Linked DNA regions of Mus musculus: all the other regions are linked to region 2. Evidence: chromatin contacts called from public Hi-C and HiChIP or PLAC-seq data. All regions are on one chromosome and are shown on one strand. Each heading gives the region's core, a stretch centred on a gene start, on an enhancer-like site or on the middle of the called end of the contact. The rest is flanking DNA. Distances are from core to core; before and after follow the strand shown.

The links. A called contact is a pair of places that touch in the nucleus more often than the background predicts. HiChIP or PLAC-seq counts read pairs in DNA pulled down with a chosen protein or histone mark.
Region 1: a contact with region 2 is called in an HNF4G HiChIP or PLAC-seq map of pancreatic cancer cells. The contact joins the enhancer-like site here to the promoter of Cxcl2 in region 2. A contact is called at or near these places in 9 of 39 promoter capture datasets (the C10 cell line, embryonic stem cells, epiblast stem cells and 5 more), 8 of 484 Hi-C or Micro-C datasets (the HPC-5 cell line, bone marrow-derived dendritic cells, bone marrow-derived macrophages and 4 more), 7 of 115 datasets of contacts at active chromatin or transcription factors (the HPC-7 cell line, bone marrow-derived dendritic cells, cardiomyocytes and 4 more) and 4 of 9 other capture datasets (adipose tissue, bone marrow-derived macrophages, liver and 1 more).
Region 3: a contact with region 2 is called in a Hi-C map of neutrophils, with 4 times the contacts expected there. The contact joins the enhancer-like site here to the promoter of Cxcl2 in region 2. A contact is called at or near these places in 16 of 39 promoter capture datasets (the C10 cell line, the HPC-7 cell line, the SN4741 cell line and 11 more), 15 of 484 Hi-C or Micro-C datasets (the HPC-5 cell line, bone marrow-derived macrophages, embryonic fibroblasts and 9 more), 13 of 115 datasets of contacts at active chromatin or transcription factors (the HPC-7 cell line, bone marrow-derived dendritic cells, craniofacial prominence and 10 more) and 5 of 9 other capture datasets (adipose tissue, bone marrow-derived macrophages, embryonic stem cells and 2 more).
Region 4: a Hi-C map of bone marrow-derived macrophages shows a contact between it and region 2, with 21 read pairs. The contact joins the enhancer-like site here to the promoter of Cxcl2 in region 2. A contact is called at or near these places in 7 of 39 promoter capture datasets (3T3-L1-derived adipocytes, the SN4741 cell line, embryonic stem cells and 3 more), 1 of 15 datasets of contacts at CTCF or cohesin (the NIH/3T3 cell line), 2 of 484 Hi-C or Micro-C datasets (the 3T3-L1 cell line and bone marrow-derived macrophages), 5 of 115 datasets of contacts at active chromatin or transcription factors (fibro-adipogenic progenitors, heart atrium, microglia and 2 more) and 4 of 9 other capture datasets (adipose tissue, bone marrow-derived macrophages, liver and 1 more).
Region 5: a Hi-C map of bone marrow-derived macrophages shows a contact between it and region 2, with 14 times the contacts expected there. The contact joins the enhancer-like site here to the promoter of Cxcl2 in region 2. A contact is called at or near these places in 29 of 39 promoter capture datasets (the 3T3-L1 cell line, 3T3-L1-derived adipocytes, the C10 cell line and 18 more), 11 of 15 datasets of contacts at CTCF or cohesin (CD8 T cells, the G1E-ER4 cell line, the NIH/3T3 cell line and 6 more), 255 of 484 Hi-C or Micro-C datasets (the 3T3-L1 cell line, 3T3-L1-derived adipocytes, the 4T1 cell line and 134 more), 37 of 115 datasets of contacts at active chromatin or transcription factors (the HPC-7 cell line, the NIH/3T3 cell line, PVALB interneurons and 28 more) and 7 of 9 other capture datasets (adipose tissue, bone marrow-derived macrophages, embryonic stem cells and 4 more).

Annotation. Positions count from the first base shown.
Region 1 is chr5:90,704,882-90,710,348 of GRCm38.p6, reverse strand. No RefSeq gene overlaps it. Among named protein-coding and RNA genes, the nearest start is that of Gm36084, 7.4 kb to the left of the region's middle. Within about 2 kb of position 3,773, at least 45 of the 459 cell types and tissues checked have an H3K27ac peak or open chromatin away from gene starts, as enhancers often do. A contact at or near this core is called in embryonic fibroblasts and pancreatic cancer cells, where this site is marked.
Region 2 is chr5:90,902,299-90,907,412 of GRCm38.p6, reverse strand. Cxcl2 (chemokine (C-X-C motif) ligand 2) reads right to left here and starts at 3,514. Exons shown (of 4, transcript NM_009140.2): 1 at 3,390-3,514; 2 at 3,174-3,297; 3 at 2,973-3,056; 4 at 1,475-2,224. The coding sequence starts at 3,468. The coding sequence ends at 2,209.
Region 3 is chr5:90,688,337-90,694,254 of GRCm38.p6, reverse strand. No RefSeq gene overlaps it. Among named protein-coding and RNA genes, the nearest start is that of Gm36084, 24 kb to the left of the region's middle. Within about 2 kb of position 4,269, at least 118 of the 459 cell types and tissues checked have an H3K27ac peak or open chromatin away from gene starts, as enhancers often do. A contact at or near this core is called in the HPC-5 cell line, the HPC-7 cell line, the SN4741 cell line and 9 more, where this site is marked.
Region 4 is chr5:90,738,309-90,743,670 of GRCm38.p6, reverse strand. No RefSeq gene overlaps it. Among named protein-coding and RNA genes, the nearest start is that of Cxcl5, 18 kb to the left of the region's middle. Within about 2 kb of position 1,425, at least 38 of the 459 cell types and tissues checked have an H3K27ac peak or open chromatin away from gene starts, as enhancers often do. A contact at or near this core is called in bone marrow-derived macrophages, microglia and pancreatic cancer cells, where this site is marked.
Region 5 is chr5:90,658,220-90,663,667 of GRCm38.p6, reverse strand. No RefSeq gene overlaps it. Among named protein-coding and RNA genes, the nearest start is that of Rassf6, 20 kb to the right of the region's middle. Within about 2 kb of position 2,052, at least 24 of the 459 cell types and tissues checked have an H3K27ac peak or open chromatin away from gene starts, as enhancers often do. A contact at or near this core is called in the Ba/F3 cell line, ECoMG myeloid progenitors, ECoMG-derived neutrophils and 4 more, where this site is marked.

The DNA of each region.
Region 1 (5,467 bases), core at 2,524-5,023, 200 kb after region 2:
GTTGAATAAAGATGAAAAAGAGAATATTCATATTACATAAAATCAGTATATGTATAATGTTTCCTTTCTTCTTGTTCAAAGTAGCAAAGCCAAATCTAATTTTTAAAAATTAAAAGTGAGTCACCCTGCCAACTGAGGCAGCCTTCTTGGAAATTCTGGTAAAGCCAGAGCAATGGGAAACCCTGGCTGACAGGAGGTTTGGTGTTCATCCTTCATCCTTCATAATCATTTCAGGTTTCCAAATGGACAAGTGAGTCAAGAAAAGCCTACAACATCATTTCACATAAAAGGGAAACAAAATTTAAAAAGACAACTCACACTGTGCACAGTTTTAGACACAGGGTCAATTGTTCTCCCAAATTCATGGCAAGGATAGTGACGAAAACCTTCTTAACCTTTCTCCTTTAACTTGGGGTCCCATATAAGACTTCCAGGTTGGACCTCTCTGCTCTTTAGGGGATAATTCTCCCATTTGGGGAGAATGGAATCCCTCTTTGTGGTTCCTCATCCAGGAAGGCAGACCACTTCCCACAAGCCCTAGTGAAGTTCTAAAAGAAAGAAAAGGTGTCTGGTTCATCCAAGCAGGTGGATGAACCTTCCTCACACTTCCTTTCCCTGTGCGGTGGGAGGTTCGGAAGATAATGGCACTGGAACCTGCAACGTTGGAGAAATGGGAGGGAAGAAGGTAAACACGAAGTAATACACACTCACACAGGAAAACAAGATGCGGAAACACTGTCACGTGCTCAAGAAGAAGGGAAGCAGGTGTTAGAGAGTCAGAAATGGATTAAAATGTCACTTTTTTTTCCCTGGCTTTGACCTATTTGGACTTTAGCAACAGGTACAGAGTTGCTGCTTAAAAGTAATTGGGTGGACAGGATCTTGTTGCTCAGCGTATTTTATTCTGGTACTATTCACGACAACCCTACATTTTGGTATTCATTATTCTTTTTTTTTTTCCCAAGTGAGAAAGCACACTCAGAGGCATGAAACAACTTGAAGAAAGAAGTTTATTCCCCAAATAGGAAGCACAGCTAAGCTTCAACAGGTTTCTCTCTTGTATCTACCAATCTCACAGAGTGCTTGAGCACGGGTCTTTTTCTTTCCCCCAACACACCCACCCGAGAAGATTAAGAAAGCTGAAAGGGATCTCTGTGTGCAGCATGGAGACAGGGGTGTCACATGCAGCAGAAGGGCCAGCCCTGCCTCAAGGTGAGGCCTCAGGCCTCTGGTGTATTCTGGAAAGGCATTTCTGCCCCCTCCTCTTCTGTTTTTCTGTGCAGCTCGGTGTGTAATACACAGAACTCCCTCTATAATGGGGATTTCCCCCAACATTGAGATTCTCCAAAGCTTTTGGGGAATTTGTGCTTATCCTTGAATGCTGTTGAGAAAGTTCTCAATGTCGAGAGAAGGGTGTAGGCTTAAGAAAGGGGAAGGCTAGAGATGACCATAGGCCATCGCCACTGCACCTCACACAGTGGGGTGTGAGCCAACCTAGCCTAACTAATGAGCTCTGTTGAAAAAGAGAGACTCTGCCTCTGAAAATAAGGTGGCTGTCTACTAAGCAAAGACTTCTAAAGTTGACGGTCAACCTCCACATGTACCCAGGCATATGTGCATGCACACACAAATGCACACACAAGATAAACAACATGTATCTCTCACCTCAACCATCTTAAAAGCACATACTTTAGTAAGTGCGCTGGCACTGTCATGGAACCAGCGACCACCACCACCACCACCACCTGTCTCCAGCACTCCTCACACCAACCTCAGAATACATATTATTTTCTTCCCCTGACACAGGAGACTCAACATCTGAGGCTTCAGTTTCTCCCATTTTCAAACTAAGACATCTTTCCAGGCGGATATGATTACTGTAGGGGCTACATAATTTTTGTGAAGTTCTTAGTGCAGTGATAAATTACAGTGCTCATTTTTGTTATCATTATAATTTCCTGGAACCTCCCAATGAGCACCAGCATTCTCCATCATTACTCAACACGATGAGGAGTCCCATCTCTTGGTCTCAGATGCCTTAGTGTGTCTTATTACCCACAGATTCCCTACAGTGTTGTTATTCATTAGGTTTGGAGAGCATGTACTGATGTGTTATATGGCAGAGCAATAGTTTGTAGTAAAAGGCAGACCCAGAGCTAGTGCAGCCATCCTGGTATCCATCACTACTTTGTTCCAATGCCTTCAAGCTGACAGTGCATCTGTACAACCACATCATCAAAGTCTGAATCAGGACAGAGGAGCCTGGCTTCTGATGGAGCCTGGGAGTCAGACACAAGTGCAGTTTTGCCAGAAGAGTGTCCACCTAACATGGCAGACTCAGCGACCTTACACATGTCCTGTCATTGTTGCTTTTGAAGAAGTCTCCATTTTTTATGTTTAGTCGTGTGCAGAAGTGTGTGTGCACATGTTCAGATGTGTAATATACGTGTGTAAGGATGCCTATGGAGGGCAGAAGTAGATATCCAGTCCTCTGAAGCTGTAGTTATAGGCAGTTGTGAGCTGTCCAACATGGTTCCCGGCACCTGAACTCAGGTCCTCTGCAAGAGCAGCGGGAAGTCATCTCTGTGTATCTGTGACCTCACTTCCTAGAGAAACTGGTTGACATATTCTTTCCAGAATAGTGTATTTAGTTTACATATTGAGATTGGGATATCAGGCATGCAATGATGTATGTCTTTGGCATACTGTATTCCTACTCCAAGCAGTATTTGTTATTATCTAATATTTCTTATTTATGGTTTTTTAACTTCTGTGATTATTAACTTCTGTGATTATTAGTCATTTTTCATAATGTCTCCTTATCTGGAGGGGATCTTCATCAGCATAGTGCCACTGTGCTAAAGCTTTCCCTGCATTCTGACTGATCCAGACTCCAGCTTCTTCCCCCTTCCTAGCCACTACTTCTGTCAAGAGACCTTCCTGAGCTGCAGCTCCATCTTGGTCTTCTCTTAGCTTTAGCCTTTGTTCTAATCATTGCCATGGTCTTCAGAACATCACTTATGTTCCTTGCTCAATCAAACATCCTTCTCCACATAGACCTTTTTAATCTCTGCAAGCTCTCCCCGTCCTCTCTTCCTCCCTTTGCCTTGCCAATGTGTGCACATTCTTTCTGAGAGACACTTCTTCCCTTCTTTTAATACTCAATACTGATTCTTTTTAAAATGTCCCGAGACACACGCCTTTCTCAGCACTGCTCAACTTTTTCCACCTGGCTCCGGTAGTCTAAGGTCTGCAAACCATCCCTCAAGCCCAGGATCACTTTGGGCTCTAATGTGCATCAGAAGCAGCTGGCAGGTGCATGGGACACAGTCCAGTCACTGGGCTCTGTTCCTACAATCTGTTACAGAGGTCTAGAGCCCTCCAGAGTCAGCCCTTCTAGCAAGGCCTTAAGTGAACTGATGATCAATGTCCTGGGGCAGACGAGTCTCTGCTTTACCCCCATGTACTCCTTCATAAATGATATGTGGTGGCTCTCCCTGCCTTCTGGATAGCAACAGCTGTGTAGCAGGGTCTCAGTTCATTCCCAAAGTCCTCACATAAGTGCATACAAGGCTCTCCAGTGTCTGGGGGAGTCGTTCAGCTGGAGGGTGCTGGCATAGCATATCTGAGGTCTTGGGTGCTATGCCTGGAGCTGCACTAGGTAAATAAATAATAAATGTAAGTGTCCTGAAGAGAAGAGTTCCCTCCTGAGTTCTCTAGCCCAGAAACTATTGATGGTTAGCTTTCTTCCAAAGGCTCCAATCCCGTCTCAGATTCCTGCAGCATGAATCAGTACCAAGTCCTGTGAAATATCATTTGCTGTCATAACCCAGGAGTCACGGGGTGAACTCTTTGACCGCAAGTGGAATTTCCCAAGGATTTGAGAAATCTCCCTTCTAAGTCCCCTTTCCTTCAGTGAATTTTCCATTGAAGATGTCTCAAGGAGAGCAATTATAAGGCCTTGCTTGCCTAAAGGCAATTTCCACCTCCCTAAAGGTTTCTCATTAGCAATCAGGGGTCACCAAGAAGAGTGAGGAAGAAGAGAGAGGAGGGGAAGGGAGCTCTGTGAACTTTATCTCAGCATTTTGATAAAGCATCTTTTCATTACCATTGTGTTTGGTAGAGCTGTAGAACACAAGGAAGGCAGAATAGAATGTTGAAGAAAAACAAAAATAAGCAATGTCATAGACAGCAAAACCCCCCTTTGAATGTAACCTAATACAAGCTTCTTATGGAAAAAAAAAATCTAGTCTATTAGTTACACTGCTAGTCACATCTACTTCCCACTCTAAGCTACCAAATCTAGGAAAACGATTGTTCAATCCTCTTAAGCATGAAGCCAAAAAACCAAGTCCTGTTTCTCTCAAGTGGTCTAACTTCATCTTCACATGTTGAACTATTATGTATTAAAATGGTCTTGTAAATGTGCTAGTAATTGTATATTAAGGACCAGACAATGGGCTTCGTGGTTAAGCAGATATACTGCTCTTTCTGAGGACCCAAGTTCAGTTCCCAGCACCCATGTCAGGTGGCTCCCAACCACCTAAGACGCCAGCTCCAAGGGATCTGATACTCTTTTCTCAGTTTTGTGGGTACCTACACTCACATGTGCATATACCCAGACAAATAAACATACACACATACATAATTACAAATAAAATTAATCTTTTAAAACCACATAGTAGTGATTTTTAGTAATTTTTACAGTATGCACAAATAAAAGGATTCATTCTGGCCCCATGGTTTTGAAGAACCCTAATAAAAGAAATTTCTAGTGATTTAAGTGATCTTTCACATTAGGAGCTAAATTTTCTTCCCAGTATTAAAAAAAGAGCCATACAACTACCATAGCACACTTACCCATAAGTTTTAATGAATACTGCCTACCTTTATTACAGCTACCCAATTTTAAGTGGTTTTATCCCTTGACTAGCCAAGACACAAATGTCTTAAAACTTGAAGATTACTTCATAAGAAAAACTAAAGCATGATGCTAAGAGGGACTTGCCTCTTGAATGACCAACAACTCAAAGGTGATTTTAAAATACTCATGCCACCGGAGACAAACATGGATAAGATCACAGAGACTTTGTTTAGTTTTTATCTATAAACCCTACCACCTACAAAGATAAGATGGTACAGTTTTTCTTTTCCAGTTGAAATAGCAGGAGACGACTTACCTAGAATCCCTCTGGTGGCTCTTTCTTGAATTCTAGCCTTTTATTAAACATATGACAGTCGTCAAAAACAGCAAGGGAACTTTCTGGAGCAGTAGCTTGTCTCTGTAACAAAAAGTGAACCAGCCTGGGTATCAGCCCCACACCACTCTCATTAGCATTGCCATTCCACCCTGGTTGGAGCTCAGAGACCAAGAAAAAGCTGTATATAAACATACAAATATTTTATATTGACAATTGAACAAAATTATATAATATCAAAATGAATCATTTCTCTGAAAAGTGACAAA
Region 2 (5,114 bases), core at 2,265-4,764:
GTTCTCAGGCTTGTGTGGCACAAACTTTGCTGACTGAACTATCTCTCTATTTCTAGAGAAAGATTTTTTCCCCCTTTGAGAATAATCCCAAGTCTTAGCATGTTGCAATAGTCTTTCTTTTTATGTTCTTTCCTATAACCCTATCAATATATAATAAAATCCACCCTAAGTGTAGGCTGTCAGGGCAATGGAATTCAGAATATAGCAGTAATTTGTATTTGGTTACAGCTATATGATATTTCCATGTACCTAAAGTTTAATTACTAAAAATGAATTGTGAATTCCAATTCTGCTATCTTGTTAAAATGCCTCAGTTTTTTTCATATTTAACATACCTTTTCTGCATCAAGAAACCAAACTCTCTAAGTGGAAAAATTAATAGAATTGAGAAGATCATGTCTCTTGGTAGTCTCAAAGCTCAAAGTATCTCCTTTACCTTAGAAAGAAAATTTCCATTCAGTTTTATCTGAATAGATCAATTTAGTCTGGTACAAGTGATCTGACAGGGGGAAAGGGGGGGGGATGGAGTGGATTTTCTAACTAGGGAAGTTCAGGGAAATACACTCAAAACAATGAGGGGGTGGTAAAAGAACAGTACGGGTGTTTGAAACAGTATGGGGCCATTAGGAGTTGTACCAGACCATCAGGCAACCACTGACCTTCATGGTATACCTCAGCATATCAGCCAGGACGGGTCCCACTGAGTCACCTCTCTCTCTCTCTCTCTCTCTCTCTCTCTCTCTCTCTCTTCCTGCTCAGGTCTGGAGGGTATTCCCACAGCGTAGCTCTCCCTGCCTCATGTCAATCTTTACCTCTGCTCTGGAGTTTCCGTGTGTACCTGCCTGTCTGGGAAGCTTACATTAAAACTGACATGCTCAGAGAGCATTCAAACTTGGTGACATTAGAAAAGCACTGCATTTCGGGAAATTAAACCAACTCTCCCTGGAAGTTAGGAGAAACTCCTCATGGTGGTCCCTTACACTGACAAAGTGCTCCGTCTCTCATGTTTTCTAAGCTTTAATTTCATTGCACAGATTGACTTCTGAAGAAGGACCCTGCCACATTACTGCAGTTCCGAATCAACCTCAGTAGGAGGGAAAGCAAGACCTGTTTATAAACACACACACACACACACACACACACACACACACACACAAATAAATAAAAAGTTTAGGAAAAATAATTTAAATGAAAGCTTTAAAAACACTTTTTAAAAATTCCTCAGATTAGCAATGAACCTCAAGCTGTTCCTTGGGGGAAAGAATATGTTAGAGAGGGATTCTCTGACAGAAAAATCCTGCAGAGACTTTGAAAGGCATCAAGTGTGCCTTCTTGACAAAAACAAGGGAGACTCCAGCTAGTAGCTGTTGCTGCAGGAAACATGGTTTCTTAAGCATTCCTGACACCTTCAATACGATGGAAGAATAAAATATTGAGATATATAAAACAAACTTAAGCACGGGATTTTTTTTTTAACAGACGTTTTTATTTTTTGTTATTTGTAAAAATACATGAATAAATAAATGTGTCCACTTCAAGACACGAAAAGGCATGACAAAACAATTGCTAAGCAAGGCACTGTGCCTTACGAGGAAGACATAAAATGTCCAAGGGTTACTCACAACATTACATTGAAATCCAGCATCAAAAATGTTGTACATACAGTTTACAAACACTGAAACCTAAATAACAGCTGTTCTACTCTCCTCGGTGCTTACAAAAAAATGATGTGAACATGCACACTCCTTCCATGAAAGCCATCCGACTGCATCTATTTGTCCCCACCCCCACCCCTTATCCCCAGTCTCTTTCACTGTGTGGGTGGGATGTAGCTAGTTCCCAACTCACCCTCTCCCCAGAAACTAATGAATAAATAGGTTTAAAAATTTATCACCTTCCAACTATATAAGTTAAATAACTTTAATTGAACACATTAAACATTATTAAAATAAACTTTAACATATTAAAATGACCTTTTAAGATATTACAGTGAATTAGCGAATGCATATCTTTAAATATCAAAATAAACATAACAACATCTGGGCAATGGAATTAATAAATAAATAAATACATAGATAAATAAATAAGTGAACTCTCAGACAGCGAGGCACATCAGGTACGATCCAGGCTTCCCGGGTGCTGTTTGTTTTTTTCTTTCTCTTTGGTTCTTCCGTTGAGGGACAGCAGCCCAGGCTCCTCCTTTCCAGGTCAGTTAGCCTTGCCTCTGTGATGAGAAAATGGTTGCTGTTAGTGGGTATCTTAAAGGCGGGTTGCAGAGCCCCCTTCTTTTGACTTCATCCTGGACCTTGGTTTACTCTCCAAACGAAACCATCTCTAGCCTCCACAAGGGACCTGCTACCTATTGCTGGACTTTCCAGCAATAAACACTCTGGGCGCTTTGAAACTAGAATAGTAGAGCTGGCGTTACAATTGTACCAGCTTGAACCTTTCCAAATGATGTTAAGAGTAAAAATGTCAAGGCATGACTTCGCGTACGTTGTAAACAAGAACAATACCTATTGCTTTTTCACTGAACTCAGTCAGGATAAGAGCGAGAGCCTACACCTGAATTTCAAGCCTCTCACTGGAAACCCCAGCTCTTCTTCATCGGGAAGCCTTAGAGGCTCACCTTGACCAAAACCAAGAGTTAGACTTTACAGCCCACAGACATGGAAAGGGCAGGGGTAAAGTATTGAATCTTAATAGATAACAGGCTTTACACCAGCGCTAGTTGGTTCTATCTACTTAATTCTTAGGGACACACAGCGACCATCCATTAAGGAAGGACTTTTACGTGTGTAGATGAAAGGAGCTAGTCGTACCCTTCTATCAATTCAAACTGATGCTCACAGGACAAAGTTAACAATGAAAATAATAATTCAGGTTCCTGAACTGAAGTTAACCTTGATTTTCCCTGCTATAATTTTCAGAAATCGGGTGCCAGTCAGGTGTAAGCACAAATCGCGACTCACTTGTTCAGTATCTTTTGGATGATTTTCTGAACCAGGGGGGCTTCAGGGTCAAGGCAAACTTTTTGACCGCCCTTGAGAGTGGCTCTGCAGAGAGATGTGGGGATCATTATAAGGCACGAGGTTTCTTTAGGGTGAGCATGGGGCGGCAGGAGGGTCTGGGCAACTCTGGCCATGGCAGAGGCTATCCAGGGAGACACTCACATGACTTCTGTCTGGGCGCAGTGGGGTCCTGGGGGCGTCACACTCAAGCTCTGGATGTTCTTGAAGTCAACCCTTGGCAGGGTCTTCAGGCATTGACAGCGCAGTTCACTGGCCACAACAGCCCCTGTAGGAGAAGACACTGGGTCAGAAGGGCTGGGGATGGCTGCGCCCACCTGAGGCTTCCCCAGAAACATCAGCCTCGAATCCGAATCCCACCTGTAGCCTGGTGGTTGGTGGCCAGCAGCAGCAGCAGGACCAGTGCAGCACTGAGGAGCCGGCAGGTGGGAGGGGCCATGGCGCTAGGCTGAAGTGTGGCTGGAGTCTGGAGTGCCCGAGGAAGCTTGTTGGAGGCACTGAGGCGCAGTCTGGGGCTCTGAGGTCCCGAGAGCTCCTTTTATGCACGATGTCTGGAAAAGCCCGGGGACCAGGGAAATTCCCTGAGCTCAGGGTCCCCTCATCAGGAAGCACAGAGCCCCGCCCCTAAGCTGAGTGGGTTGGGGACACGCGCGCGTGAGCTGCCTGCCTCATTCTACTGCCCTGCCCTTCCACTATGGGACCCTGGGATGTCCTTCCCCAAATCCTCAAAAGGAAGGAAGTGATGTCTGCGCTGAAGTGACCACCTGCTAGAGGACAGTGGTTACTGAGCTATGTCATCAGTGGAGACCTAACAGTTTGGGGAACTTTAGTCATTAGGACTGAAGAAATTAAGGTGTGTGTGTGTTCAAGCGTGAACGCGCGGGGGATGGGGGATTGCTTCTCTATTAGTTACATACTCATAGATAGTACTAGATGAAGATTTATTTACGTCTGCGTAAGTACACCGTTGAAATTTAGTCATCTCAGGCTGTACACAAGAGTGCATTGTTCCTGCGGTGTACTGAGCACGAGTAAATCACATTTTGTGTCATATCCTTCTACCCGACTTGGGGCCGTGGGGGGGGGGGGGGGAGATGTGTCAAAAGCTTAATTCATGTTTAACCTAGGACAAAGTGTTGTAATCTCATATAACTTCCTCTGTGAAATTCTGGAACTTCCGAGGCTCTTCCAGTGTGCTGGTGAGCACCACATCAGCTGTAAGAGATTTTCATGAATTCAAGAAACAGAGACTTGGTGGTCTCTCGGCGGTCTCCAGCTGCAGGAGGCAAGGGCTCTCCTGGGGACAGTCTACTCGCCAGTCAGTGCTGACACCTAGAGGAGGTAGCGCCCTTCACATGTCCGCTTCACAACAAACGTGTACCTGTATCTGTGAAATATTTAGATGCCAGATTTCAATCTCTCTCTCTCTCTCTCTCTCTCTCTCTCTCTCTCTCTCTCTCTCTCTCTCTCTCTCTCTCTCCCTTTGTTATCGAGGCAAATCTAGCCCCCCCCACACACACACTGTATACATCCATTCTTGTCCCAGTGATTTGATTTCTCCACTAGAGGATCATATTGAGCTTTCACTGATTGTGACAAACTATTGTAGCCCTCAGTTCTAGCCTTTGTCTTTCACTAGCTCATTTTTCTCACCCTGGGTTTTATTTCTTGGTCATCTAGAACACAAGTTGTAGATAGTTGTGGGTCTGAGTGCAGCTCTCTGAGAGCCATGTGGTCGTTTTACAGAGAAGCGTGTGAGAGGCAGGAGGATATTCAAAGCTGCCAGAGAGGAAATGCTGTGCCACTAGATACTGGGACATAGACACCCACCTGTGACCAATGTGCTAGCTTCTTATCTTTGAAATGCACCCAAATAACTGTCTCAAAATGTTCAGATGAATAAATGTTAATGTTTCTAAAAACTCACTGTATAAATGCTAAGGTAAAAAAAAAAAAACACAAAAACAAAATTTGTTTTTGCCTCCATATTACTAAAACAAGACTCACCTAAGAGTTAAAGCCACACACTCACACACACAAACACAAATAATTCTTGAAAAGCAAAACAATTTCCTATTCGTTTTT
Region 3 (5,918 bases), core at 3,020-5,519, 210 kb after region 2:
CAAGCCCTGACCCAATATTAATATTGGCAGTTAACATCATGAGAGTTGGAGAAGTTAGTCTCCGTGAATGATTGGTCCTGCTACTGAGCGTAGTAGCACATACTTGCAACTCAGAAGGCTGAAGCAGGAGGATGGCCTCAACTTCAAGATTAGGCTAGGATGTATAGCAAGACAACCAAAAGAAAGGTTGCCAGTCAGGCTGAGGAGTTAATTCAGGAGTAGTGTGTAGAAGTTCTGGGTTCAGTCAACCAATATTACAATCAGCCAATCAATAAGTAAATAGATAATCGTTTTTTGCTAAACAGTATTTTACATAATTACTTTGTTTTAACACAAACACTTACATCTTCACTACAGCTTTCTATTATAGTTTTCTCTTTCTGAAGGGCACAAATGATCCTTGAAAATACACTAGTTTTCTATTTTCAAAAAGATTTGAAGCCAAAGAAACCCTGTTTTAGAAGAAGAGAAGGAGGGAGAGGAGGAGGTGGAAGAAAAAAGAAGAAGAGGAAGGGGAAGAAATATGATATTTATTTTCTGTGTATTTTTGTAGTTCTAAAATCTCTCCTGGTGGCCCAGTCTCTGTTAGCTGATGATGTATGGGCAGCCCCCTGGTTCAGCTGACAGCAAGTATGAAGTCAAGGAGCTCTAAATTGGACTCCAAATCCCTATGCATTTCTGTGGCGATACCTCTGGAGTCCAATCTATTTTCTAGAAAGTATGTCTAAGGATTTCTCCTTTCAACATCAGTGAGATATCACATAAATAATGATTCACCAAAAGGCAGCAGGCCGCCTGTCCCAAAGCAGGCCTTCCATGTATACTTGAACTCTCTCCCCCTTTGCAATCTTTGCTCTACTGCAATCTCAAAATTCAACAATCCACATGCTGTGCAAATCTTTGAGACACATCAGTCTAATGCTCTTCATCATTTGCATTTATTTTGCTGGACAGGAGAGATCTGAGAGTTGGTCATGTGCAGTGTAGCTGAGGAACATGACTGATACAGGGGGTGTGCTTCACCTCATGCATAGTTGCACCATACTATATACTCTCTGGAAAAGTTTCACTAAAATTGATTATGAAGGTAACTACTTGAGGTTAGCATCATTGTTTCAGAGTGGCACTGAATGGAAGAGATGCACGGTACAATTCTAGGCCTGCAGTTCACTGTGCAACAATCACCGATAAGTCATAGTAGCCAGACACATAGGAGAATATCCTCAAAGGAATGGCCACTCCAGTGGGACGGATACAACCACAGTAAAGTGGGTTTATCCTAGAAGAGGCCTGGCTGTCTGACTCCCTTGTAAATGCCCAAATGGAACGACCTACGTGAAGCAAGTAGCATTCTTCTTTCACAGTTCTTCTAGGACCAGCTTCTAAGTGTAATTCTGTATGATCAAATAGAAAAGGAAATGAACACCTCAACAGAAATCATTAAGGTGTTAATTTGCAGAAGAAAGTCTCTGTGCTCTCCTGCCCTGGTCTTCTCTTTTCTCCGTTGAGTCTCCTCCTAGTTCTGGCTCCAAGCTCTAGTTAAGGGTACCTTGCTTATCTTCAGTGCTGCTCAGCATCACAGGAGGCAAGCCCTCTGAAGACTGTCAACATCTACCTGTGCCACTGCTTAAAATGTAGCTTTTTTTAAAGGAAGGATGCTGTCTGTTTTATTTACAGGTGAGTCCCAGGGGTTGACAAGAAGAGTTGTCACATAGGAGATGTTCACAGGGATTGTTTTAAGAGACAGTCTATTTAGCATGAGTAAGGAAACTGGCTGTGACTTCACACAAATTCCACATGGCCGCGGTCTGTCCATTGGTCTAAACTGCTAAGAATAGTGGACCAAGAATTGTCTGTCTCCCATTATCTCTTACCAGCACTGTGAAGTATCTACTACTGAGTCCCGGTCCTGGAAAGAATAGCCACCACGGCACATGTGAATAACCTTTTTGAGAAATCACTCTTCTCTAGGTCTCTATTTCTCTAAGACACATCAAGCCATTATTATGGGTAAAACGTGCTATCAGATGGAATGTATACATCTTGCTATACACATAGTGGCATAAATAATACCTTCCTTTAAAAACCCAGAATGCTGGCAGTATCCTGACCTAAAATCTAGAAAACATAGTGCAGGTTTAAAAAAAAAAAGACTGAACATAAAAGCAACCAAGGTGGAGGGTTTGCAGGCTGTTTTATCAGAGGCAGGGAGTTATCTCTACAATAAAACTACGTTCAGGCTCCCCAACCATTGGAATATCCTCCCTGATTCCCCAAGTCCTTCTTTGTTTTCTATATAATGACTTTAATTAACATTTTATATAAAATTCTAATTTCATATAACTCCTAAAGAAAACATGATAAGGTAAAAGTTTGAAATTTTTGGTACTGATTTTAAGTAAATTTCCACTTTGGCTTTAGAGTACTGTTTTCTCAGTGACTGCCTTTCCAGCATGTCTCATCCAGTCCAGCTCAGTATCTGCCATGAGAGTGGTGACCACAGGGAGAAACTGGAATGCCTGGCCCCAAGTGCACAGAATCCTTGAGGGATTTAAGTAAGGAATGCCACAGATAACAAAGGAGATTGCACTCACCACATTCTCGAACAGCAAGTGGGGCATCACCCCCAGTGAAAATTGTCTCAGTGTTTCGTAGGACAACTAAAAGTCTTCACCATAAGGCAGGTCATGTTTCTTGCAATCTATTCTGCAACTAAAAATTTAATTCTAGGAAAGCATTAATTCTAAAATTTTAATTAAAATTTAATTAAAAATTAATTCTAAATCATTTAATTCAAGGAGTCCCAGTATCTAAGCCCATGTTTAACATATATAGAGAGCTACAGAAAATCATCAACTATTTTTAGAATTGAATACATGTTAATAACATTAGTATAACAATAATAAATCAGGTATAGTTAAGAGTGGCCCACAGTGGACATTAGGGCCTTAGCCAGCCCCAACAATACATTATGACTGAATAAACTCAAAGCTTACCATATACTCATTGGAACAAAGAGGAGAGAGTTGAATGGAGAGAGTTGATTGTTTTTTAGGTGTTGTCCTTTCTCACTCAGAGCCATTACATAGCCCCTCTGTCACAGCCCACAGACTTCGACTGTGGATTAGGGCTTGGTGTGAACGCCAAAAACGAGGTGGGAGCAGTAAAAGCAGTCTCCAGGCCAGTCACTCAGAACTGCTTTTTGGAAAGTGGATGCTACACCAACCCAGGACATTCAGAAAGGAATGGCCACTTTCATGGGGAGTAAATTCTACATCTTTCACACCTCATTTCTCTCACCATGGCTTGTATCCAGAGTCTAGTTAAAGTAATCTTTGGACAATAACTATCTGCCAAGAAGCATCCTGGGTGGGGAAAAATGGTCTGACCGAACATTAACTGGGACAATGGAGCTGCCCAGAGAGAACGATGCAAGTGGCAGGGTAGCTATCTATTCCACTCCACGTATTCATGCAGTACAGGAACGGAACTCCAGGTACCTGGTGGCCAGATATGGGCTCCTGTAGGAAAATGGGACTCTAGTTGTACTCTTGCAAAATGCTTCTCTATGGGCGTTTTATTTTAGTGAAACTTATGTCTGAAGTATAAATGGCTAGCACCTTCTCACTTTAGTGTTTTTATTGGTTGAAAGGCAAGGGGGTTTTGTGTTTTTTGGTTTTTGGTATTTTTGTTTGTTGTTTTTTGTTTTTTTGTTTTTGTTTTTGTTTTTGTTTTGGTTTGTTTGTTTGTTTGTTCTTTCCTATATGGAAGCTTGGCTAAAAACAATTGACCAGCCCTCACGTAACAGACCCTTTGTTCCCAGGATTAGGTGGTCTTTAGATGAAACCTGGTCACTTGAGACAGAGGATACGTAATATTAGCTGAACATCATCAGTGACAGTGCCTGGCGCGTCCTCACCCTGGCTGTAGGTCCTGACTTCCTGCCTCATGCCTCAGACCTTGGTCCTTCTGTGAAATGAATTCCCATCGGCACTGCTTCACATGATGACTAGAAGCCAGACTACAACACAGAGTAATACTATCCTTGTGTTTGTCACAAAGGAAACCAGGAAATGTTTGGCACTAAGAAGTAGCCTTCGAGAATCATTTCCCATGTTGCATTTGCATTGACTGAACATGGCCCTGACTTTCCAGAGAAGGGAAAGAGTGTGACCAGTACCTAGTGACATCCCATTGACCTCTGCAGCCAGGGTCAGGCTGTTTGTCCTCTTGCCCCATCCCTACTCCTCATAGCTGCCTGCCAACAGCAAAGCTGACCTGCCGATAATTGTGTTTAGCATCATGTGTGCTGCGGGTGAGCAGCCTGTGTTGTGCAACCAAAACTCACTTAGCAAATATTTCAGTTTGTTGAGTCATGAGCCTGACAAGTAGCTGCAACCCATGAAGTAGCATTTCCTGAGTCCAAGCATGAGAGAGGGAAGTGCGGCTAAGCCTTTGTTCAGCATGGTGCTTTCTGCACGTCCACCTGAGACCACAGCTTCATACTAAAACAGTTTTCTCTCTACTCGATTCAACATCAGTTCCCGTTAATCCAAGCAAAGCTCAGACCTTCAGGACTATAACCCAAGAAACACAATGAACAGTAACGGGTGCCTTCTCCTGCTCTGGGAAAGTGGCCCACCAGGAAGTGACAAGTGCCCTTAGCCTGCCAATTCATGAGCAATTGGATGCCTCTTACATGGTAGTACAAGCTGAGAAAAGAATTTCCTGCTATTGACTTACCAATACCTTGGGAATTTTTCAGGGAAGAAATACAAGTTTATTCTTTGCGTTAATAAGGCAAAAAGTATTTCATAAAATTCTTCAACTGAAATGTCTTAATACACAGGGTAGGGTGGGTTTCTGGACCATAACACCATGGCTCAGCCTCACGACTAAGCTTTGTATCCCTCAAAGAGCCAAGACAAACATGGTAACGATTCTTCATTTTTCCTGGTCATGCCTCATTTTCTACATTATTACCATTTCATGGTGGCCTTCTATACCATATGATGAGCCCCCATGGTAGAAGAAACTGCTTCAAATGACCCCTGGACACCCAGTGTGAGTACTGGGAACCGAACTTGCATCTTCTGAAAGAACAAAATGTGTTCTTAACCATTTCCCGGCCTCTAAATTTCTTTTAATTATCACTTTGGTTAGCATACGAGGAACTGAGTTTTACTAGGACATTTTCATATACATATTCCTATTTTTGGTTACTTGCCCCCCTATATTGCTCTCTTCCTCCCATCTTTCTCTCTCTTTCCTCCCCACAAATAGTTCCTTCTTTTGCTTTCTGCAGGCACATAAATTCTTATCTGGTCTTCATTTCTAACTCTCTTCTGGCCAAGTCACATGTAGATAAAGAAAAAAGGGGAGCCATGCTGCTGGAAACTGGCTGCCTGCACAGTAGTCAGAATGTCTACCTTGACTGACAGCATTATTGGGTTAAAACATGCCTGCCCCTCCCCTTCCACTCCACCACCCCCCCCCCTCAAGCTTTATGAAGTTAATCCTAAAAGGAAAAAGAAAGATCTTTAAAAGCAGAATTGATGAAGTTTGCTTTGGAATATTGATGCTGAGCTGCCTAACTACAGGAGGAGAGAAAGCTGTACAGGCCACTTGAGATGGGCCAGGAAGCTCCTCGGGGGAGGGGTCATTGAGAGCCCGGTCTACACCCCCCCCCATAGTGAAAAAGAGCAGAGTCCACTTTAACCCCATGTGCACAGTAGAGCTACCTTTTCAAAAGCAGGCAATTTGGGAAGATTTCCAGAAAAAGAAAGCCACAGAGAGTGGCTGCAGAGGAAGACCTCATGTTGGCCTGGCATTGCAGGACCTTCCTGAAGCTCTCCTGCAGTGGATCCTTACTTTTTTTTCTTTAAATATGAGCTTCGATCACATAAAGAGCAAAACTA
Region 4 (5,362 bases), core at 176-2,675, 160 kb after region 2:
AAGCAGATGCTATGACAAAGTCTGGGATATCTAGAAATGTCTTCTAACTGTGTCCCCTCATCCTTTACCCTTATACAGGTGCCTTAGTCTTCAGAGGTTAAAACCAAGTAGACACAACCATGTCTAAGACATCAGAATCAAGAGCAAGCTCTTCCTGGAACTCATCGGCTGGGCCCTTAGCTTCCATCTCACTTTGTCTTGCCCCTCTGACATTGCCCCTGCCTCAGTTTCCAGGCAAACATTGCTCTTGTTTGTGCTTTAACATCACTAGCTACCGGTTCTCCTACCTATCCTCCAGGAAGCTTCTCCCATTTCCTTCCTTGCCCTCTTTTTTACTAGAGGAAAATTTCCTGGGGAAATGGGTCCCATCAGCTGCAAGTGGGGAGTCGGAACCCACCCTGCTATTGAAGCTGTTTTGTTGATGGTTTTGTGGTTAAGATGGTTTCCCACCACAATAGACAATTGAATTTCAGCCTCTTTTCCTTCCAGAGGAACATTTTCAGGAGTTGCTCTCAGATGTTCACCTTCTTCCTTTCTGAAACTACTTTCCTCAGAGTCCCACAGCAGATGTGATTTAAATAATCACTTTGATGAGAAGCTGTTTGTTTCTTGTAAAAGCACAACAAATTCCTGCTTCAATGTCCGACAAAGATTTGTTTGTTACTGGCCAACTCATCCAACAGAGGGGTCTATGGAACTGCCCCTGATACTTAGTGACAGAGGCAATGAGGAGCTGCTCATTGAGTTTGTGTTGTGACGTATGAAAAGTGCCAAATGAGAGCTCTCTAAGAAAAACATTTGTCCCCAGTTGCACATTGCCATACCTGAGACTGCTGCCTCTGAGGGATATTTTGACATTCTGGTTGCTTTAATCAAGTTGAAACCCGCAACACAAATATTAGTATTTAACACTTGGGTAAATACTGAAATTGTTGACTCCAAATCCATTCAAACACTCTTATGCAGCCCTCCAAATCTAATTGTCAGTGACATGATTTCATGAAAGCCTATATTTAGATTTACTAACCTCCTACATACATATACATGTACATATACATATACATACACATATACATAGAGTTTTGAGCTGTCCCATTTTGCAAGGTAGAAATAACATCAAGTATAATAAAGACCCACTTCAGCCATGTGTATGATTTCTTCTCCCCAATTCCCATGACTGGGTGTGCAAATCCACAACATGCTATAACTTATGTATTATGTCTGCGAGATTATGATTTTTTTTCATCATTAGATGGCCATATTGCATGAATCAGGAGTTGGTTGCCTCTGCCAGCCATTGCTGATATCAAATAAAGTTGCTCTGAACGATCCTCATGTTGCTAGGACACGGGACAGTAGGCAATGGCCTACAAGGAAAACAGGATGTGGTATAATGTGACACACTAATTCCCCCTGCTGAATCGGGCCTTTAGTTTTTCTCAGCCGACTTCCTCTTTTCATCTGGCACATGATCTGGTGGTGCCTTACCTCCATTCATGAGATAAAAAGTGCTGTGTCAGCCCTAGACCACAGTGCTAGCTGCTGTTCTTGTACTCTACCCTCACACTTTAACAAATGAAAAGCAGAGAAGTCCCAGTGTTTTGACTCCACTGATCCTCCATTTTGTATCTTTCCTTCCTTATTCCAACTCTGGTTAATCCCAGCCCAAAAGAGAGTAACAACTGCTAACAGCCAACAACAAGGACTTTGTGTCAAGTGCATTTCATGACTTATCCTATTTGATGCTCCCTAAATTTATCTCATCCCGTGTTTGGATAAGGGTTTAGGATTCAGACACATTGATTGATTTGGTCAAAGTTACAACACATGGTGGGTTTGGAACTTAAAGTCAGATTAGTACAGGTACCCAATGCCTTGTCTCTCCTAAGATCCATTTTGCCTCTGGGCAGATTTTTCTCATAAAAGGAGAGGTAGAGATCTGGCTTTCCCACTGGCAAGAGAAGTGTGCCAATGACACCACTGGATACTTTTTATGATCCCATCATTCACTCTGCCTCCACACCAGGCATGTCTCACCATCTTCTATTTTCCTGTATGTCACTCCTTCATTCGTGGGGTATTTTATTTTCTACTTACAAATCTTTATTAAATAACTGAAGATATAGCAACCAGCCTAGCAATGTTTCTTTCAAGGAATATTGGAGGGATGAGGTTATGATTGAGAAGGGATGAAAGGTGCTGTGTGTGTGTGTGTGTGTGTGTGTGTGTGTGCATGTTTGTATATACTGCTCTGAGAGGGACTACAATACAATGACCTTTGGATAAAAATCTAAAAAGTGCAAAGAAGAAATCATGTAGCTTTAGTGAGAGATAATCATTCGGTGGCCTTTGTCATTTGAGGTGCAGGTGAGACGTTGTGGGGACACGGAGCATCCATAGAGAGGATAACTGACAGCATTTCCTGATGACTTCGGTGTGAGGCATAACACATGCTGCAGTGTGCGTGACTGTGAGATTAACCAGGATAAGCAGAAGCATGGGCTTGCTCGCACCCAGACAAGGAAGCCCAAGAAGTCGGGGAAGGTCGGCGATTTTGGTTGTATCAAGGATCGCTTTCAGAACGCCCAATCGAAGGCACAAAGCAAACATTTTCCTACAGGAATGAGTAATTCAGAAGTCTGGGCTGGCATTGTATAAACTAAAATGTCATCTTTATATAGATAGTTTTATAGTCTGAGAATTCAAGTGTGGGTCACTTAGAGAAATGAGAATAGAAGAAGAACATGGCATCTTAATATTCTTCTAGTCTAGCTGGACACCACAAACCCCATGGAGCTTTAAAAATATGTTCACACACCAGAATTCTACCACAAACTTCTCAGGTAAAAAAATAAAATAAAATAATTTTTTTTAAAGAAAGAGGCTCAGGAATCAGTGTAATTGGCTTCCCTAGGTAACTATTTAAAAACTGAAATATTACCACCAACCAAAGAGTACACATGGAGCTATCCATGGCTCCAACTCTATATGTAGCCAGGAAAGGGAATAACATTTGAATAAAGAAAATATCTAATAAAAAATAGGAAAAGAAAGAAAGAAAGAAAGAGAGAGAGAGAGAGAGAGAGAGAGAGAGAAAGAAAGAAAGAAAGAAAGAAAGAAAGAAAGAAAGAAAGAAAGAAAGAAAGAAAGAAAGAAAGATTATACTGGCAGAAGGAATGACAGTCTACCAGGCAGAAACTGAAATATGTTTAAGTCAGTTTTTGTCATGAGAACTTGTCTTAAAATTGAAAAAAAATCCTTTTTTATATAAACAAACCCAAAATATGGTCATTCTTTCTGAGATTAATTCATTAGCTTCCTATGGGTTCTGATTTTATCCATCCTTACCTATACATTTTATATCATTAGCTTACATACTCTTTTATAAATTAAAATATACCAATCTAATTTTTCTCCTTTCTTCCATCCTTCCTCATGGAACACCCTATTTGATTTCTTTCAAATGCATGATGTGTATTAGTTGTTGGTATTGCTGTGTGTGTGTGTGTGTGTGTGTGTATGTATGTATGTTTGTGTATGTGTTTATGTGTGACTATGTATGTGTATACATGTATATGTGTGAGTATGTGTATGTGTGTGTATGTGTGTGTGGGTATGTATATGTGTATGTGTGTGTATGTATGTGTGTATATGTGTGTTCCTAAAAATATAAATACAACCTGTACTTGTATGTATATTTAGGGCTGACTACTTGGTGTCAGATAGCCATTTGAGGATTCTTCCCGAGAGACAACTATTTCTCCTGCTCTCAGGATTCCTTAGTTGCCTGTAGTTCTTTGTCTATGGTTAGGGCCCTATGATGCGTCCTCCTACCATGTTAGAACGTCGATTGGTGTCATCCTTATCTAGCCCCAGCTCATTACATCATCCAAAATAACATCAACTTACACCTGTATCCAGAATTTGCCTTTTCTTAGTCTTTTGATAAGGAGTCTGTTGTTTGTGATCTCTCACCTAGTTATCCCATACTCACTCTCAGCCTCAACCCTATCACCATCTCCTTAAAGGAGACTTCTCAGGATTTTCTGACTAAGTCAACTCTCCTGGAGGTGATCGATGTTGAAATGCACACAGAAAGTTAGGAGCAGAAAGTTTCATAAATGAAATAATATAGAAGTATATAAAAAATCAGAGTGAATTGCATAATATATATAGTCAATATCTCAAAACCTCTTATTTCTATACTTACCAAAGAGACACCATATTTGCATGTTTACCTTGTACTTTCCTCCCCCCTTCTGTGTGTGTGTGTGTGTGTCTGAGTCTCTGTGTGTCTGTGTATGTATATGTGTGTCTGAGTGTGGGTGAGTGGGTGAGGGTGTCTGTATCTGTGTCTGTGTCTGTGTGTCTGTGTTTATATGTAAATGATAGGGGGAGAGAGAGAGAAGAGGAGTGTGTTCGTTAGCTGTTAGCTGTCGCATTGGACTGTAGGTGTCTCAAGAGTAAAAAGCTACTGGCTATCCATTTTATCCCTTAGATCTTTATCAACTGTCTGGACTTCATTTCAGCACTAAAACCCTATCTTGTGAAGAGCAGAGTGTGGGGAGGAGATGCTGGGTACTGTTGATGTGTGATGTGATTTTATGTTGAGTGTAGCTGGGTGGATATCTATTGTTATCATGAGCATAGTCATGTCAGGACACCAATGCCTCAGACCCATGGGAATGGCAAGGCCTTCCCCTGGTCTGAGTACAGACCTTGATGGCATGTGCAGAAATTATCAACCATAGCTTCCTCCTCCCAGATGACTGAAACATGAGCTTGCCCCTCCCATAAAAATCCCCTAAGAAACTTAGCTAATCAACATGACTCCCTAAACATGGACTGAATAAGGACAATGACAAATGACATGATAAAATGGATGGGGGAGAGCACATGAGGCCTCACCCCACATGAAGAACTTCAGGATACTTAAAGTTCTGAGAAGAGGAGACATAGTCTTCCCCAGGGAAGAGCATCCCAACTGGTTATCCAATGATGGATGGTCAACCCTAAAAACATATATACAAGCAATATTATACATACTAAGCTGGGTGTATCTATATATCTAGAAATATATATATATATATACTTTTACATATGTATCTAGCAACAATTAATGTTAAAAAGAGGCCACAAATCTGAAAAAGAGCAAGGAAGGGTATATGGAAGGGTTTGGAAGGAGGAAAGGAAAGAGGGAAATGACTGGAATCTCAAGAAATAGAGGAAACTTTTTGCTAACTTTCCAGGTTGCGGGTGTACCTCCGTCAGAGCCGACAGCCCACCAGATTCCAGCTCGTCTGTACACACGTCTGCCAATCCTTCCTTTCCATCACCCAAGTCTGGTCAAACCCAAAGCCCT
Region 5 (5,448 bases), core at 803-3,302, 240 kb after region 2:
ATTGGTTGCTGGGTAGAGCCTCTCAGAGGACAGTTATGTGGTACACTATATATATATATATATATATATATATATATATATATATATATATATATATATATATAAAGGTGAAAAAATTCCTTTGCATGGGAGTCAAATTTCTGAAGGTGTCTATGTGTTGCTGTTACATTGAACACCTCACGGCTACTTTTTACTGGTTAAAGGGGATTAGCTTTAATCATCTTCTGCTGAGAGAAGCGTGGGACCGTTTCTTAGGCAAGTCCAAATTTCTCTAAGACTTACAAACAAAGCTGGGGGGCGTAACTTAGTGGGTGAGCACTTTCCTGGCCTTGCATGAGGCCATCAGTTGAAATCTAGCTTGGGGGAGGGGATCATTTGAAACTAGAAGGTAACATTCTGTCTAAGCATGCATCAAGATGGCTGTGCCTCAAGGAGGAGGGTAGTCATTGGGGGAGGGTGTCTTCTACAAAATGTTCGGTTTGGTGCTCTCGGCATTTCAGTTTGGGTGTTTTTACACAATTGGGTGGAGATGGAGGAAGAAAGGAGGCAATACACTTCTTAGAATCAGTTATAGTCTCATCGAAAGGCAGGCTCACTCAGAGCATGGTCCAAGAACCAGAATCCTGGGGATCTAAACCCTACCAGACTCTTGGGGATCTAATGCTGAAAGTGCAGGGCCTCAGGCCCCAGCCCAGAGCTGCAGGGAAATGACCGCAAGAAAGGACAGGTGACTGCCAGACAGACAGCACCGGTGACCACCCGCACTGCTGGAGTCTGAGAAGAGTGACAGAGCAACCGGTCTCTGCCTCAGCTGCACTTGGGACTTTTTGAAGTTTTGAAAAGTCCCAGGGTGCAGTTCAAGGCCAGACGTTAGATCTGTTTAGCTGGAGCTGGAGCATCGAGGTTCTTGACGGTTTTGCAGATGGTTAGAGTATTTTGGTAAGGCTGAGAGCTGCAGGCTTAGTGCGCTGGCACTTCCAGCTTCTTTGTGCTTCTGGCTGGCACTCAGAAGCCTATGGAGTCCTGGTTAGACTTGAAGCCAATTCCTTATAACAGGTACAGGGTATTTGACAGTGTGCTGAGAAGGAAGCGCTCTGCACTGTGTAGTGGACATTTCCTTCCAAATGTATGTATGTATGCGTTTATATCCCTTTTATGTTGTGCCTTAAATATTTACCATGCACTGTGCAAGACAATCATATCCATTATATCTAAGCATCCCACATGTTCTACTAAGCTGTTTTATCCCTAGGGCCCCACAGCTTGTTACTGGGCATTCTTTTTGGAACTTTATTTGGAAGCTGGAACTGAGAAAAGTTAACGCTGTACTCTCAAGGCAGCCCATCGGAAGGACAGGGTTGCCAGGATGTCGGTCTCATCCTCAGTGCTGGCAATGTGGGCTTGCTCAGCAGGAGTTGACGATCCTTTAACCAGTAACCTTCTGTTACTGAGTTGTTTGATGTAACAGAAGCATGTCTGTTGTCTCCAAAACTAAAGCATCTCCCTGACCTAGCTCGTCTGTGCATGGTAATTGTCCCCGAGAAGAATGCCCAGTAGCCAGCTTTCCTGTCCTTACTTAGCCCACTTCAGAACGGCATCCCCTTTGCCAGCACCGATGCTTCCTTTTGAACAAGTATCACAAGGTGAGCCACAGTGTATGCTTCTGGTACTGTGGTGTGGTGCTTTGCAGTTTAAGACTGCCACCTAGTCCTCAGGTCAACGAGAAGAGGCTGTCTACGGCTCATAAAAACGATGATGAGGGATGAGAATATCAGCCTCCAGACATAGTGGGCAGAACACAAATGCCCAAGCCACTAAAAGAGATACCTTGAAGGCTCTGACAGGTGCCCAATTAACACACACACATCTTGTTCCAAGAACAACAAGCCCGTTCATTCGGCCCTCATGGTAACTCTACACGGACCGTCTTACTGATTTCATTTTACAAATGGGGAAGCTGAGGCTGCTTAAGCTACCTGCAGAAGTTTACTGTTAGTAATTTGTGAACTAAGGATTCTGGGGCCTCAGCCAAATCTAGCCCGACACTGCCACCTATAGGTAAGATGAGGTATCACTGTTTACTAAACCTAACAGGGATACAGACCATTCAAAAGTCAAAGTCCTGACTGGAACCAGATTCTCTGCATTCCCCTCCACGTCACAACACCCGTTTTTCATTTAAGGAAATACCTGTGATTAGTGACCGTGGAGTCGGAGAGTTCTGACCTGTTCTTGTCTCAGGAGGTCAGCGGGCACATTCTCATGTTTTCCCAATAAGTCTTGTCAATTTACTCTGCTCAACCTGAGTCAAGATTTGTGAATATGATTGGAGATTCTAAAGGAGGATACTTTCTAGCTTGGGTGTGCATGAGGAAGCATGTAAGCCAGATGGCCGCAAGGGAAGCATCTTGCGACTGTGATGTCATAGCTAGGGATGAGGACAAGGCCAGAATGAAGGTCTTGCTCAAACTTGTCTGATGTTGAGTCTTCCTTTGGTTTTCGGCTTAGGTACCCCCAAGCCTCCTTTGTTGCTGAATTCCCATTGGGTTTTAAGAAACCAAACTTTCTTAGCCTTTGTGTCTGTTCCACTGTACTGTAAGTCACTTCAGGTGAAGAATTTGTTTTTCAAGCTACGGTGAGTGAAGGTCTCACTGCGGAGCTCTTCCTGCAGAGGAAGAGGCAGAGTTGTCTCTAGGTGAGCACAGTGTTCAGATAACTCTTCCACAGAGCATCCAGATGTCACCATCGGGAGAGGGTAGGTGAGGAAAGATGCTGGTGCTGAGTCAGCCCGGGACCTCTCACCCATTTGCATAACTGCATGAAATCCAGTTTATGTCAAATTCAAGGAAAAACCAGCTTTGTTTCCTGCATGTTTGGTGGAAATGCAGTCATGGCTGGTACTAAGAACAGGAAATCGCATTGAGAAATAAAACATGAGCAAACCGATTGTTCTTACTTTGTGCGAAACCATTCCTCCCATGACTCTTCACAAGAATTCAGGAAATTAGCCGGGCACAGTTGGTACATGCATGCCTGCAATCCCTGTACTTGTGAGCATAAGAATTTGACACCAGCCTAAGCTAGATGGGAAAGCCTGCATTTGTAAGATATAAGATATAAGATAAGATATAAAGACTCAGGAAATCCTGTGTAGTGTGACTCAGTCTTCCATGCTGGCCTTGCTTACCAAGGATGGCAGAATTTGGCTCCCTAGATGTTGGAGTGACACATCCCCCAGAGATAACTATCGTAAGGACCCCCTTTAGGCATGTTTCCTTTTGTGTCCACCAATCCTTCTGCTCACTCCAAGATGCTGGGCTCAAGTCTTCTCACTAGTAGGAAGCCTACAAGTATCAAGTGTCCTTCCATGGGACAGAAAGATGGCTCTGTGGATAAACCCTTTGCCCCACAAATGTGTGGACTGGAGTGCAGGTGCACGTCTTCAGCACCAAGGCAAGTGTAGGTTTCATGTGGTGGCATGCCTGTACTCCAAGGAGACAGAGACATTCCATCTTCTAGCTAGACAAACAAGCAAAATCGGTCTGCTCTGGGTTTAGGAAGAGACCCCATCCCAAGATATAAAGTGAAGAGCAACTGATGGAGACATCTGACGTCACCCTCTGGCTTTTACATGCATGTACATACACCACATGTGAGTTCACATTCCTGCAAGCACATGCCGGAGCATGCACAGCTCAGCTCAGCAGATAAAGGTGGCTGCCACAGAGCCTGATGACCTGAGTTGGAGCTCTGGGACCCATATGGTGAAAGGAGAGAGCTGGCTGGCTCTTCCGAGTTGTTCTTAGACCTCTACAGGTACAGCACATGAGCACACCCCTTCACAGCACACACACAAATATTTAAAAGAAAATATAAGTATTATAGACAAACAGAAACTGGATTATCATATACTTCATGAACAATTCTATTATAATATCACTTATCATGAGAACGAATTTACATATTTGAATATGTATTAGCTATATATTTAGGGAAGAGGAAGGTTGCCAAGTACTTACCAAAACTCTTGCTACCGTGTTTACTGTCTGAAGTATATTGGAAATTAAGAACAGATTTTGTTTAACTTAATAAAGTTAACCTGGAAGAAATAGATTATTTTAAACGACAATTTCCCTTGGTACTTATTTGAGGGAAAAAATTGTTTTGTTCTCCAATTAGTTTATTTGTATCAAGTTGAAATCAATAGTAGACTTGCAGTCAAGGATCTCTGAAGGATCATACCTGAGATTGGATACATAGTGTGCATAAAGAGCAATTAAGAGCATCCCGGGGGAGGGGCCGGTTGTTGAAGCTGGAGTGCTCAGGAGGAGCACGGGAGAGGGACGGGGGGGGGGGGGGGGGGGGGGTAGAGGAAGCTAAGAAAGCAGGATTGCTCCGGATTGGATGTTGTCAGGACGGTGCACTGGTGTTCACAGATCTCTCAATTCTTATCTGAACCAAGGAAGATGAAAGTTTAATGAAACATGTCATCAGAGTCACGGATGAGCAGCCACACTGCCTAATCAGGATGGAGGTGGGCTGTTCATCTCTGTAGCTGAGCACGCACACTTCGCGGGTTCAGACTCGGCTGCGGGTCCTTCCTTGGTCATGATCCATCCTGGTTCTGTCTGATACGAGTGTTTTATGAAACTGTCTGTTTCAGAAGAGAACATGAGCAGCAGCTATCTCTTTCTCAAAATCACATCTTTAAGTGTCCAAACACAGAAAGCAAATGTATTCACTAGGCAAAGATAAGGTCCCCAAAGCCTTAATAGGTATTTAGAAATTAAGGAGTAAGTAAGGAATTGATTTTTACCAAGTCAACAGAGGTTTTCGGTATGCAAGTTGATAAAGTTTCCCAATTTCTTCATTTAAATTTGGATAAAATTTTAGAGGTTTTAAAAATAAGATAACCATTTTTCCCTGCTTTTTAAAAAGCTTACAAATATCTTTCCGGCATATTGGTAGATACCTGTGATCTCAGCACTCAGAAAGCAGAGGCTAAGAAGATTCCTGTAAGTTCAGAGCCAGCCGAAGCTACATAAGGAGACTCTGTCTTAACAAACTAACAATACATTCCCTAATTTTTTTTTCATATATGGAATCAGAAATGTTCACAGAGTTTGGGTACGTGGGTGCATGCGTTCTGGATTATGCCTCAGCCAATCCGCATGGCCCTTTCTAAAAGCGAGCACAGAGGCTGAGCAAAGCGCCTACGCCCGCGCTCCCACGGCATGTAAGATGTGGAGCAGCTGCAATTCCGAGTCGTCCTTGGACATACAGGCAACACGAGGAGCTTGAGGCCAGCCTGAGCTACACGAGATCTTCCTATCTCAAAACAAAACAAAGCATAAGGTCAATTAAATCACTGCTCAGACAATAGCTGGCAGGTCTGGAAGCCGAGTGCCAGAGGTTGGTACTGCTGTACCAGCTGTGCATTGAATGTGA